2 separate regions of the Mus musculus genome follow, and region 2 is linked to region 1. Evidence: chromatin contacts called from public Hi-C data. All regions are on one chromosome and are shown on one strand. Each heading gives the region's core, a stretch centred on a gene start, on an enhancer-like site or on the middle of the called end of the contact. The rest is flanking DNA. Distances are from core to core; before and after follow the strand shown. Region 1 has its middle 39 kb from the start of Hif1a. Region 2 holds the start of Hif1a (hypoxia inducible factor 1, alpha subunit).

Region 1 (5,146 bases), core at 2,115-4,614:
TGTGAGTGTACCAGGATGTATCTATCCATTATGCTTTTGAGGGACAAGTACGTATGTTCTAGATTCATTAATAGTGCTTTCTAGTACATGTTGACTCATGAGCACACGCACATGTTTTATTGAGTATATTTTTTATAAGGGGAATCACTGGAGCATAGAATTTGAATATGAATAGCTTTAGTTTCCCCAAAAATGATTAGACTAATCTATGCCTTGCCAGGCAAAAGAGATGCCATGGGCATTGGGGATGTTATTTCCTCTGGTGGCCACTCCCTTGTGTTCTATCTCAATCTGTTGAGCATTGAGGAAATCACTCTCTCTGGAACGTCCACCATCTTCCATCTCATCTGATGTCATCCAAGATCAAGATGGCTGGTGTGTATGTGGTGATGAGTGGCTGGGTGTACAACACTTCCTTAGTTTTTGTTACTACAAGGCTTTCCAAGATTTTCTTATGCACATGCTGACCCAAACCTAGAATCAGCAAGGTTCTCCAGGATCCCTGCCTGGTTCCTTTAACTGGAGAATGGCATAAGAACCAAAACTCCCTTCTTGCTGGGGTGTCGTTGCTTTCTGGGTTCTCTCACTGACAGAATGAGGAAATGCCCATTAATACAGTCTATATCTATTTTTTTTTGGCTTTACCCTTTCCCAACTCTATCTCCATCCCTTTTAGTGACGCTGTTTCTTTCATCTTCATGTAATTAGACAGTATTGTCACTTCCTGCCTTCCCTCTTAGGAGCTCTCAACTTCCCGCAAGGTTTAGATTTGCACATTATATGGTTACTACCGATACTATAATATCCTATGGATTTTGACACACGTACAATATCAGTTACGCACATTCACAGCACCATATAGAACAGCTTCACGGCCTTAAGAAATTCTCTATTTAATGTCCCTCCCCTCTTCCTGGGCTCTGGGAAACCCCTGACATTTTTACCACCTCTGTAGTTTTGCCGTTTCCAGAATATCTTATAGTAAAAATAAAAAAATATGAGGCCTTTCTGACTGGCCTCTTTCGTTTGGCTCTATTTGTCATTTAATACTAGTGTCTCTTTGTAACCTGGTTGCTCATTTTTAATATCATTAAATGAAGTCTTATCATCTGAATATATCAGTTTCTTTATCCACTCACTTGCTGAACATTGAATATTATAACAGTTATGTGTAGTAGATTTTTTATTTTGCATGTGTGTGGGCTTTCAGATTCTCAAATAAGATAGCTGTTTTACATGTGATACATGTATGTGTTACATACTTAGTGTATCTGTTGTATTTTGCTGGTACATACAGCACCTCAAAATCAGGCAGCCTGTCCTTATAGCCCACCCTCCATCCAGGTTTTAGTACATAAATATGTCTTATGTAACAATAATCACTTCATGTTTCTATACACACTGTCTCAGTAACACTGCTGTTGAATGGAGAAGCTTAGCTTTGACCCTAAACCCATGGCCTCACTCTGGAAAAGTGTCTAAATCCTTTCACATACAAAAGTAGGTGCTAAATAGCAGCTATCCAAACCTACCTCTCTGTGATGGTTTATATATGCTTGACCCAGGGAATGACACTGTTGGGAGGTATGCCTTGTTGGAGTAGGTGTGGCCTTGTGGGTGTGAGCTTTAATACCCTCATCTCAGCTGCCTGGGAGCAAGTATTCTGCTAGCAGCCTTCAGATGAAGATGTAGAACTCTCAGCTTCTCCTGCACCATCTGCTTATCTGGATGTTGCCATGTTCCTGCCTTGATGATCATGGATGGAATCTCTGAACCTGTAAGCCAGCCCCAATTAAATGCTGTTCTTCTAAGATTTGTCTTGGTCATGGTTTCTGTTCACAGCAGCAAACCCTAATTAAGACACTCTCCATGCTGAGGAGAGCCAAGGGTGTCTAGAGGGGTATCCTCCTTTGACCAAGTGATGCCTCTGTTGGAAAGCTTGGTCAAGGTTAGAATTGTGACCTTGTCAATTTCTATGCCTATGCTTCCTCTACTAGAGCTGAGGTTACACCCAACCCATCCCCACATTCCTGCCATCTAATCCATCAAGTGGTCCTCATTGATACCCAAACAATTAACTCTGCCAGTAAGTTTAGGAGAGGCTCTGGTAATTTTGTGCATATACATAGGAGAGTAGAAAGTGCTTTTAATCAAATAGGTTGATCCCATAACCATGATCAGAAATAGATTTTTTTTCTCACCTTTAAGACTTGATTTTAACAGTAACACTCTTAACTCTCTTAGATCAATGAATGGTCTAAGCACCGAAATAATTTATGAACCATGAATTGAACTGTAAGAACATGAATTAGTGTATTAAAGTCTACAGACATAAAATGGAATTGTTCACAAACAAGTTTGGGCAGTTCTCCTCAGGTACAGAGTGTTTCTGGAGCGAGGTTCAATTATTTTAAGACATTTTCACATTCTGTAGCTCAGCCAGAGAATGCTTATCTGCTTTATGCTAGTTTTTGCCTGTAGTGTTTTTGTCTCTGTGACATCATGCATTATTAGCTCTTGTGTTTTTAAGTGTGTTACACAACACTGGGAGCTGATCTATGAAGGTTAATCAGACGCTGGCGGTCACTCAACATGCTGGCAGCAACTGGGAAGACTTCAAGAAAAGATTTAATGCAGGACATACTAGGGTTTCTTTTCTGTGGTCAAAGTTGGTGTCCTAAGATCAGTTGGTCATTCAAACAGTGGAAGAGGGTAAGTCCTGTAGAATGCACTGACAGGCAAAGGCTAATACTGTCACAATAAAATAAGCAGCAACCCCCAGAAGTCCACATTGCTTCACACACACACACACACACACACACACACACACACACTGCAATCCATTTGGCTTTGGCTAACCGTATGTGTGAGACGTGACTATAGCTATCATCGAAGACCATCAGATTTTCAAAAATGCCTTGCAAAGACTCCAGGTCATCAAAATGAATCACCTCTGTTGATCGGGGCCACAGCAGAGTTCGAAAAGCACTAACAATAAAGTCATACTTTAGTCATGATAAAATTTAAAGATAAAAATATCTTTATAAGGTAAACTATTTCACTAAATGTTAGTGGTGAGAGAATGCCACCAAGCAGCTCCATGCAGCATTTGGTTTACAGTGCTAATCAGGGTGGGTGGGCCATGTCTTCCTGGTGACTGTGGGTGTCAGACTGCATAAACATTTAGTGACACAGACCTTTACGAGAAAACAACCAAGAGACACAGCATTTATTTGTTCCTCCGCTCACTTAAAGCATTCATTTTTACCAAAGCCCAGTGTTTGGCTAACATGGCAGAACAGAAAACCCAGCTGAGCACACTAGGCCTTGGGAGGCTGATGTCACCAGGAAGTCAAGGTCAGTCTGGGCTATAGAGCATGACCCGGTCCTCAACAAAACCAAACCACAGATTGTATAAACCCAGCTGTCTAGTACATACCTGTATTTCCAGAACAGAGAATCACAAAGCTGAGACCAGTCTTGACTATACCTGGTGACACTGTCCTCTAAACAAACAAACAGAAGCTCACAAAACAAAACAAACTAAAAATATGTATTAAGCAGGAGAGCTGACTGACTGATCAGATGTTTCCAGTTAAAGTGTAAGGTTTGGTAAATCTGGGGCCAGTTTTCACCTGTGCACACTCAGTATGTTTACCCATGCCTTTCTAAACATTTTTTTTTAATCCTAGCCTGTTGGCTAATCATTGTCTATTGGCTCCTATGCCAAATATTGCCTATCTTTAACCCATTTAAGGATGTACAAACGCAAGCAATCTTGATCTGTTTACATGAACTGTGCTTAATGCAGGTCGAATAAATGTGCCACTTTCAATGAACACCAAGGGCCCACCTGTCATGCAAACACTTAGAAGGCTCAGCTGGGAGAGTTAGCTCATTGAGGCCATCCAGGGTTCCACAGCAAGTCCTTGTATCGAAAAGTAAAATGAAATTGAAATGTAAGTGAGGTATGAAGTTTTAAATTTCTATCTAAAAGCAGCAGCTGGACCCAGACTTGGCCATGACACAAGCAGATTCCTTGGAACTTAAAAAAAAAAAAAAAAAAGTCCTCCACTTGTCTTTCCTCACACATCTCTCTGTGGCTTATTTCTTCCTTTGAATCACAGACAACTGCTGCTGAGCATGCTCAGGGCCTCTGCAGTCGGATCTGCAGAGCATGCTGTTTCATTTTAACAGAAAGGTTTTGAATCCCAGCCAAAACGCTGTGGGACACGCGGATTTTGTTTTCTTATAATTTCATTAGGAAAAAAAAACGAGAATAGCAATATTGAAATGTCACAAATAGAGAATTTTAAGGCGAACATCTGTGTTCCCTTAAGGAAGAATGTCATTCCTAAAGCCCAGGAGATTGCCTTAGTGAATAAATAAATTAGAAAGACATTTATAATGAAAGAACTCCTCCTATTAGTTAGGTTGGTGTCCCTTCATTTCGTTGTGGGTTTACTTCATTATTAAAAAGAGAAAATATATATATATAATTATAGAAAAAGAAAAACGAGAAAAGAAAATTCTGGGTTCACCACTTAAATAATCGTGGTGTGCTTTACTGAATACACAATTTAACCTGAGCCCCCAAGAAGCCGGTTACAGCTCCTGGCTTCATAGAGCACCTGCTTTTCATAGATACCCCCACCAAATACCCACCCCCGGTGGGTTGCACAGGTTTACTTCTGGTCACCAAGTTTCAGTTAGCATATCATGCATTATCTTTGCAGAAGCTGGAAGTCTTCAGGAGATACACTGTACATACTCCAATTGCATTAATGCTTTAGTACCACAAAATAAAATCACAGTATGAGCCTAGAGAGACGACTCAGTGGTTAAGAGCGCTTGTTGCTCTTGCAGAGGACCCAGGCTTGGTTCCTGGTACCTACGTGGTGACTCACAAACATATGTAACTCTAGTTCTAGATCCGGCACCTTTTTCTATCTAAAATCTTTTTTTTTTTAAAGAAAAAAAAAGCACTAAATCCATGGCCATATTTGTACAAACAATGAATATTGGATCCTGCCCAGTACTTTATAACAGTGATTAGAAGAAAAGCCTCGAAAATAATCAGCAAGGGACAACTGGTCTCAGCTCTGGGACCTGTTAACTTTAACAATTTCAGAAAAACATTTGCAAA
Region 2 (5,262 bases), core at 442-2,941, 40 kb before region 1:
CTGGTAACTCGTGGAGTTAAGTCTAGACTTGCATGAACACTTTAAAACATTTCCAAAGTGCTTCCTTTGGGTGCACACAAACTAAGACCTGGACCTTTTATGGAATAAAGACCAAGACAAGGAAGGGGTGTCCAGAACAGCAGGAAAATGAGTAAGTTTATCTCTTCTGCTGATATGGATAAGGGGAATTAATCTCTTCCAGAAGACTAGAAGGACTTAACAGCAAATTAAGCCAGCCTTGTAACCACAGCTCTTACTACAAACCTTCAACTCCTTAAACTGATTTTCTCAAGGTTAAAATATCGAAGTAGACAAAATTGTGTGCTGGCGGCAGGGGTCGATCTTACCACCACTAGCTGTACTCAATTCTAAAATGTTCTCCTTAGACTCAAACCACAAGATGTTTCATAAACTTACACTGAATTCTCATGGAAGATTTCACACTTCAGATGTATGGTTTTTGGAAACAATTCTTTTCAGGTGTTCCAATAAATTTTCAGTATTTTAACCGACGGCTTTCATCATATATAGCCCCCACTCCATGAAATTACCGGCCTAAATTTAACCAAAACTATCCGTAAGTTATTTTCAGGAGTGAACGAGGCAGCCACATATTGATACATAACGTCTGGGCTCTCCTGACAGGTGATGCAAACACAAGTTTGTAGAAATTGGAAGTTGTTTACAATGATGCCATTTTCCTAAATTCCCGTTACTCTGATGGAGGCAAGTTTTTCCAGATTACAACCAAACCCGCACGTGCAAACTAGAAAGTTAGCGTCTTCGGGCCCCCAGAAGAAACTCCCTAACCTACAAAGGCAACGGCGGCCGCGGCGCAGCGAGGCGGCTCGGGGGAGCCCCGGGTCGGCCTCGGAGGGCCTCGACCCCAGGAAGCTGGCAGCGCGCACAGGGTCCGCCCGGGGCCCGCTGCTCGCGGCTAACGCGGAGGACGGGGAGGGAAGGCGCGGGAGCTAGAGGCGTACTCGGCCCTGGCCGGCTCGGCCGGATGGGCGCGCGGGGCAGGCTGGGCTGCGACGGCGCGGGGCGGGTGTCCGGGGCGGAGACCCCAGCCCCGCCGAGCGCAGGGCCCGCGACTCCCACCCCCAGCGCCAAGATGGCGACGTGGACCGCGGGGGAGCCCGGCGCGTGAGGCTGGGGGGGACGGAAGGGGAGCGGAGACAAAAAAAAAAAAAAAAAAAAAGCCAGTCCACGGAACGCGGCGGCCCGGCTTACTTTTTCTTCTCGTTCTCGCCGCCGGCGCCCTCCATGGCGAATCGGTGCCCGCGTTGTCTTCCCGGCCGGCGGCCCCCGGGCTCGCTCGGGCCTAAACGCCGGCTCTGTCCGCGCGCGCGGAGAAAGAGACAAGTCCAGAGGCGGGGTGGGAGGCGGGACGCCCCCCGGGACGGCGAGGCGGGAGCTGCAGGCTGCGCTCGCTGAGCTCCGGCTCGGGTTCCTAGGCGCTCCTCCGGCTAGCTTGTCAAGGCCTGGCTAGACACTGCCCGCGACGGCGGCGAGGACAGTCCTCGCGTCCCCTCAGCCGAGGAGGCTCTGTGCACTGAGGCGCTGAAGCAGCGGCAGGGGGCGGGCAAGGGCGGAGGCGCGCTCGGGCGCGCGGCGAGGGGAGGGAAAAGCCGAGGGGTGCGCGCGCCCGCTCAGCACCCAACGCGCGCGCCCGCGGGCCCGCCTCACCTGAGCGGAGGCGGGTTCCCGGAGAGCCAATGGTGAAGGACGCAGGCGGCCAGGCCCCACCCCAGCCCACGTTGCTCTCAGCCAATCAGGAGGAGGTCAGCTGAGCCCCAGCTGGGACGAGCTGCCCCGCTCACGTGCTTGTCTGTGTGCAGCTAGGGAGGGAAGAAAAAGGGGCGAGCGACGGGTGCGGCTGAGCCCAGGTCTGGGGGTGGGGGGGTCTCTGCACCTTCAATGGAAAGCTGCGTCTGGCTTTGGGAGGCGCTGCTGGAGCGAGTGGGCTGCCAAGCTTGGGTCCGAGCCTGGCTCGCACCGCCCCGGCTCTCTATAGAGTTCTCTGAGGCTCGCTTACTCCTTAGCTGCGTGGCTGGACCCGGTCGCCGCCCATCCCGCCCGAGTTTCCAGTTGAAAAAAAAAAAGCCAACTTTGCGTTCTGGCAGCCAGCCCCCCTGATGTTAGAGTGGGGTCCCTCCTTCCCAGGTGACCGACACCACTCAGTCTCCAGTCTCCGCTCTTTGCTACACAACAAGGGAAGTCTCCAAGTGATTAAGATTTTCTGGGCCAAAGTTTGACTACTGAGCAAATGCAGATAAAAATATAAAACAAATCCGTCTTGCCAAACCTCTCAAGGGGAGGGAAGTTGCAGGGCCATTTAAAAATAAACTATCTTAAGCATTTACAAATAAACAACAGCTTCAATAAGTGAGAGCACAAGCCTGAATTTGACAAGACAGGAAAAGGCATTGAATAGACTTATTTTGCTTTCATGTTGCTTTAAAAACTGACAAAGATCATCTTAAATGGATGCAGAAAAGGTGCAAGAATTGTTTCAGACTGAGTTTAGTTCACTGTTTAGACTGAAAGAAGAACAAGTCCTTCAACCTACAGACCTTGACAGGACTGCTCACCGGCTATGCTGGGAGCTATGGATTAAAGCCATCATTTTTAGTCGGTCTTTGGAAGCATAAATGTTAGGTCTGTGGGTATGGTGTGTGTTTGTTTTAAAAGTATTCCAAGCCCAACAAAGGAACACTTCGTGCCCGTGTGTGTACACACACACACACACACACACACACACACACACACACGTGTTATAGACACAACTGAGTCTGAATCTGGGGTCTCTGAAACTGACCTGACACTAGACTGTTTAGTATCTCTTCTTTGCCTTGTTAGTACATTGTTACAATCTAACTTTGGGTTGTATAATAATGTAGATATCTATGGTACATTTAAATTGCATTCAAATCCAAAAACAATGCCCTCTAGAAATACACATAATGTCCAGGTCTAATAAGACAATAAACAATGCATGAAGCAACTCAATACTCATAAAGATATGATTACAGCTGGAGATTTAGCTCGGTAGTAGAGGAGTGGTCTAGCATGCACAAGGCCCTGGCTTCAAAAAAGAAGTTAGGACTATATAAATAGATTTGAGCACTATTTTTGTTTGAAATCTAGAACATACCTCTGAAAGAGCTACAGGGTATATATAAAAAGAGTAAAAGACCAAAACTAATTACTTGTTTTTCATTTTGTTTTGTTTTTAATCATGGAAATATATATACATATACATACATACATATATATATGTATATGTGTGTATATATATACATATATTTGTGTGTATATATATATACATATATATATATTACACATATGTAGTGTAACACCCTGAAAGTACAGTGTTAAGAACAATGGCTGCAGAATTCAGAGTGAGCTCGGTTGTAAGCACCAGTGCCAGTCATTTAACCTCTCTGTGCCTCAGTTTATTCATCTGTAAAATGGAGAAGATGGTACTTACGCTGCAGCACTACTGATGGTTATAAAACAGAAAAATCACTTGAAACCACATAGGGCAATAGGAAGCCATCATTAAATGCTGTGGAGTATTGTTCTTGTTATCCCCAAATTCATGCTAGTGGCAGTTGGTCATGCCTCTGTAGACTGACCAGTTTCAACTGTTTAAGTGCCAGTGGTGTTAGTGTGAATGCTTACAGACTCCCTTTTTTCCCGACATTGTAACTTCCCAGAATGTTTGCATCTCCATAAATGAGGGCAGTTACTGAAAGCACCAATTGTTCTTGTCTTATAACTTAAGCAGTTCTCGCTGGTCAGGGATCACAGCTGTAGAATATAATGTTCTTGGAATAAAAATATGAGCTTTGCGTAATAGCAGGTCCAACTCACTTAAAGGTTTTTTTTTTTAAAGCATTTTGGAAAGTTTAAACAGAATGATAATTCAGTGGACAAGATTTTTTGAATATGTATTACAATTTCCTCAAGCTTCCGTTTCCCTTTGTAAAAATTTACAATTTATCATATTTTGTGCATGGCCATAAATAGATACCACCATGGAGAACAGTAATATTTAACCAAGTAGTTAAGATACAAAAGTGCCAAATACTATCTCCTAATTCTGATAATCCTGCTAACAGATCCCTAAAAGGCAAATATTCTTATTGAATAAAGTTAAAATCACTCTTTTTATGAGCTACCTATTAACACATGCATTTCTGTTGCTACCAAATAAGTGCATCTGCGTGAGCAGTCTTCTTCCCTCATTTCACAATCTGCACAACTGTCCAAGGTCCACTCCAACTCACTTTGCAGACCTTACTAAGGAGTTTAAGAGAGCATTGTAAAATGACTCCAATGACCTTTGACCTAATTGGCAGTGACTCACAAGGGAGTCAGGGTAAAATTTGAATTTAAACTACTACAAAAAATATGGAGCAATGAGCCTTCTGAAAGCAAAACATGCCAAGTGCACACAGTTTAAACGACATCAAACTGCAGGGAAGATGAGTGTTAAAAAGTGATTCCTAGCTTAGCATTCGCATCTGCTCTTCCTTTTCCTCTACCTCGTCCTCTCCCCACCCCTCCTCCTCTTCTCCTTTTTCTTTGTATATTTGTAACAATAACAATGATAAAAGCATATAATTTTGGAAGAATGTGTTTAGAAAATGGAAGTATTAAACATGTTTTTCTTAACAGGAGTCCAAAAAAGTAAAGATGATTGTCTGAGTGTATGCAAAATACAAATAGAAAATTTGAAAGTAGCACTTTCTCATTCTGAAAGTGACACACCCATGGAGATCAGAGGACAACTTTCAGGAGTCAGTTTTGCCTTCCATCCAGAGATGGAGCTCAGGCCACTGGGTTGGCACGGCCAGTGATCTTACCCCTGCTCCATGTGACCAGCCTGGACAGGCTTCTTCAAAAAGAATTCACTAAGAAGTTCTAAGGGCTTTCCTGTTTTCGGCCTCATATGCAAAGACCTGTTGTTGGAGGTATAACTGATTGGTAAAGCTGTTGCCTAGCATATCCTGGGTTTAATATTCAGTACCACCCAAACCAAATTACAACACACACACACACACACACACACACACACACACACACATACACGCACACAAAACCCCAAAATTGTCATTTCCATCTCCATGGCAAGGCACAAGCTAATCAAACTGAAATCTATAGTTATCTAATCAGAATTGAAGTCACAGAGGAACTACTGTCCTAAAAGTGAAAGAAAGACAGATATAGACAACCACAGCTTGACGGCTGTCC

What was found. A called contact is a pair of places that touch in the nucleus more often than the background predicts.
Region 2: a contact with region 1 is called in a Hi-C map of liver, with 5 times the contacts expected there. The contact joins the promoter of Hif1a here to the enhancer-like site in region 1. A contact is called at or near these places in 7 of 39 promoter capture datasets (the 3T3-L1 cell line, 3T3-L1-derived adipocytes, embryonic stem cells and 3 more), 10 of 484 Hi-C or Micro-C datasets (Sertoli cells, brain, cerebellar granule neurons and 4 more), 4 of 115 datasets of contacts at active chromatin or transcription factors (the SCID.adh cell line, bone marrow-derived dendritic cells, embryonic stem cells and 1 more) and 3 of 9 other capture datasets (adipose tissue, liver and pancreatic islet).

The regions. Positions count from the first base shown.
Region 1 is chr12:73,866,144-73,871,289 of GRCm38.p6, reverse strand. No RefSeq gene overlaps it. Among named protein-coding and RNA genes, the nearest start is that of Hif1a, 39 kb to the left of the region's middle. Within about 2 kb of position 3,364, at least 13 of the 459 cell types and tissues checked have an H3K27ac peak or open chromatin away from gene starts, as enhancers often do. A contact at or near this core is called in hepatocytes and liver, where this site is marked.
Region 2 is chr12:73,904,296-73,909,557 of GRCm38.p6, reverse strand. It overlaps Hif1a (hypoxia inducible factor 1, alpha subunit), which reads right to left and starts at 1,691. Exons shown (of 15, transcript NM_010431.2): 1 at 1,234-1,691. The coding sequence starts at 1,268.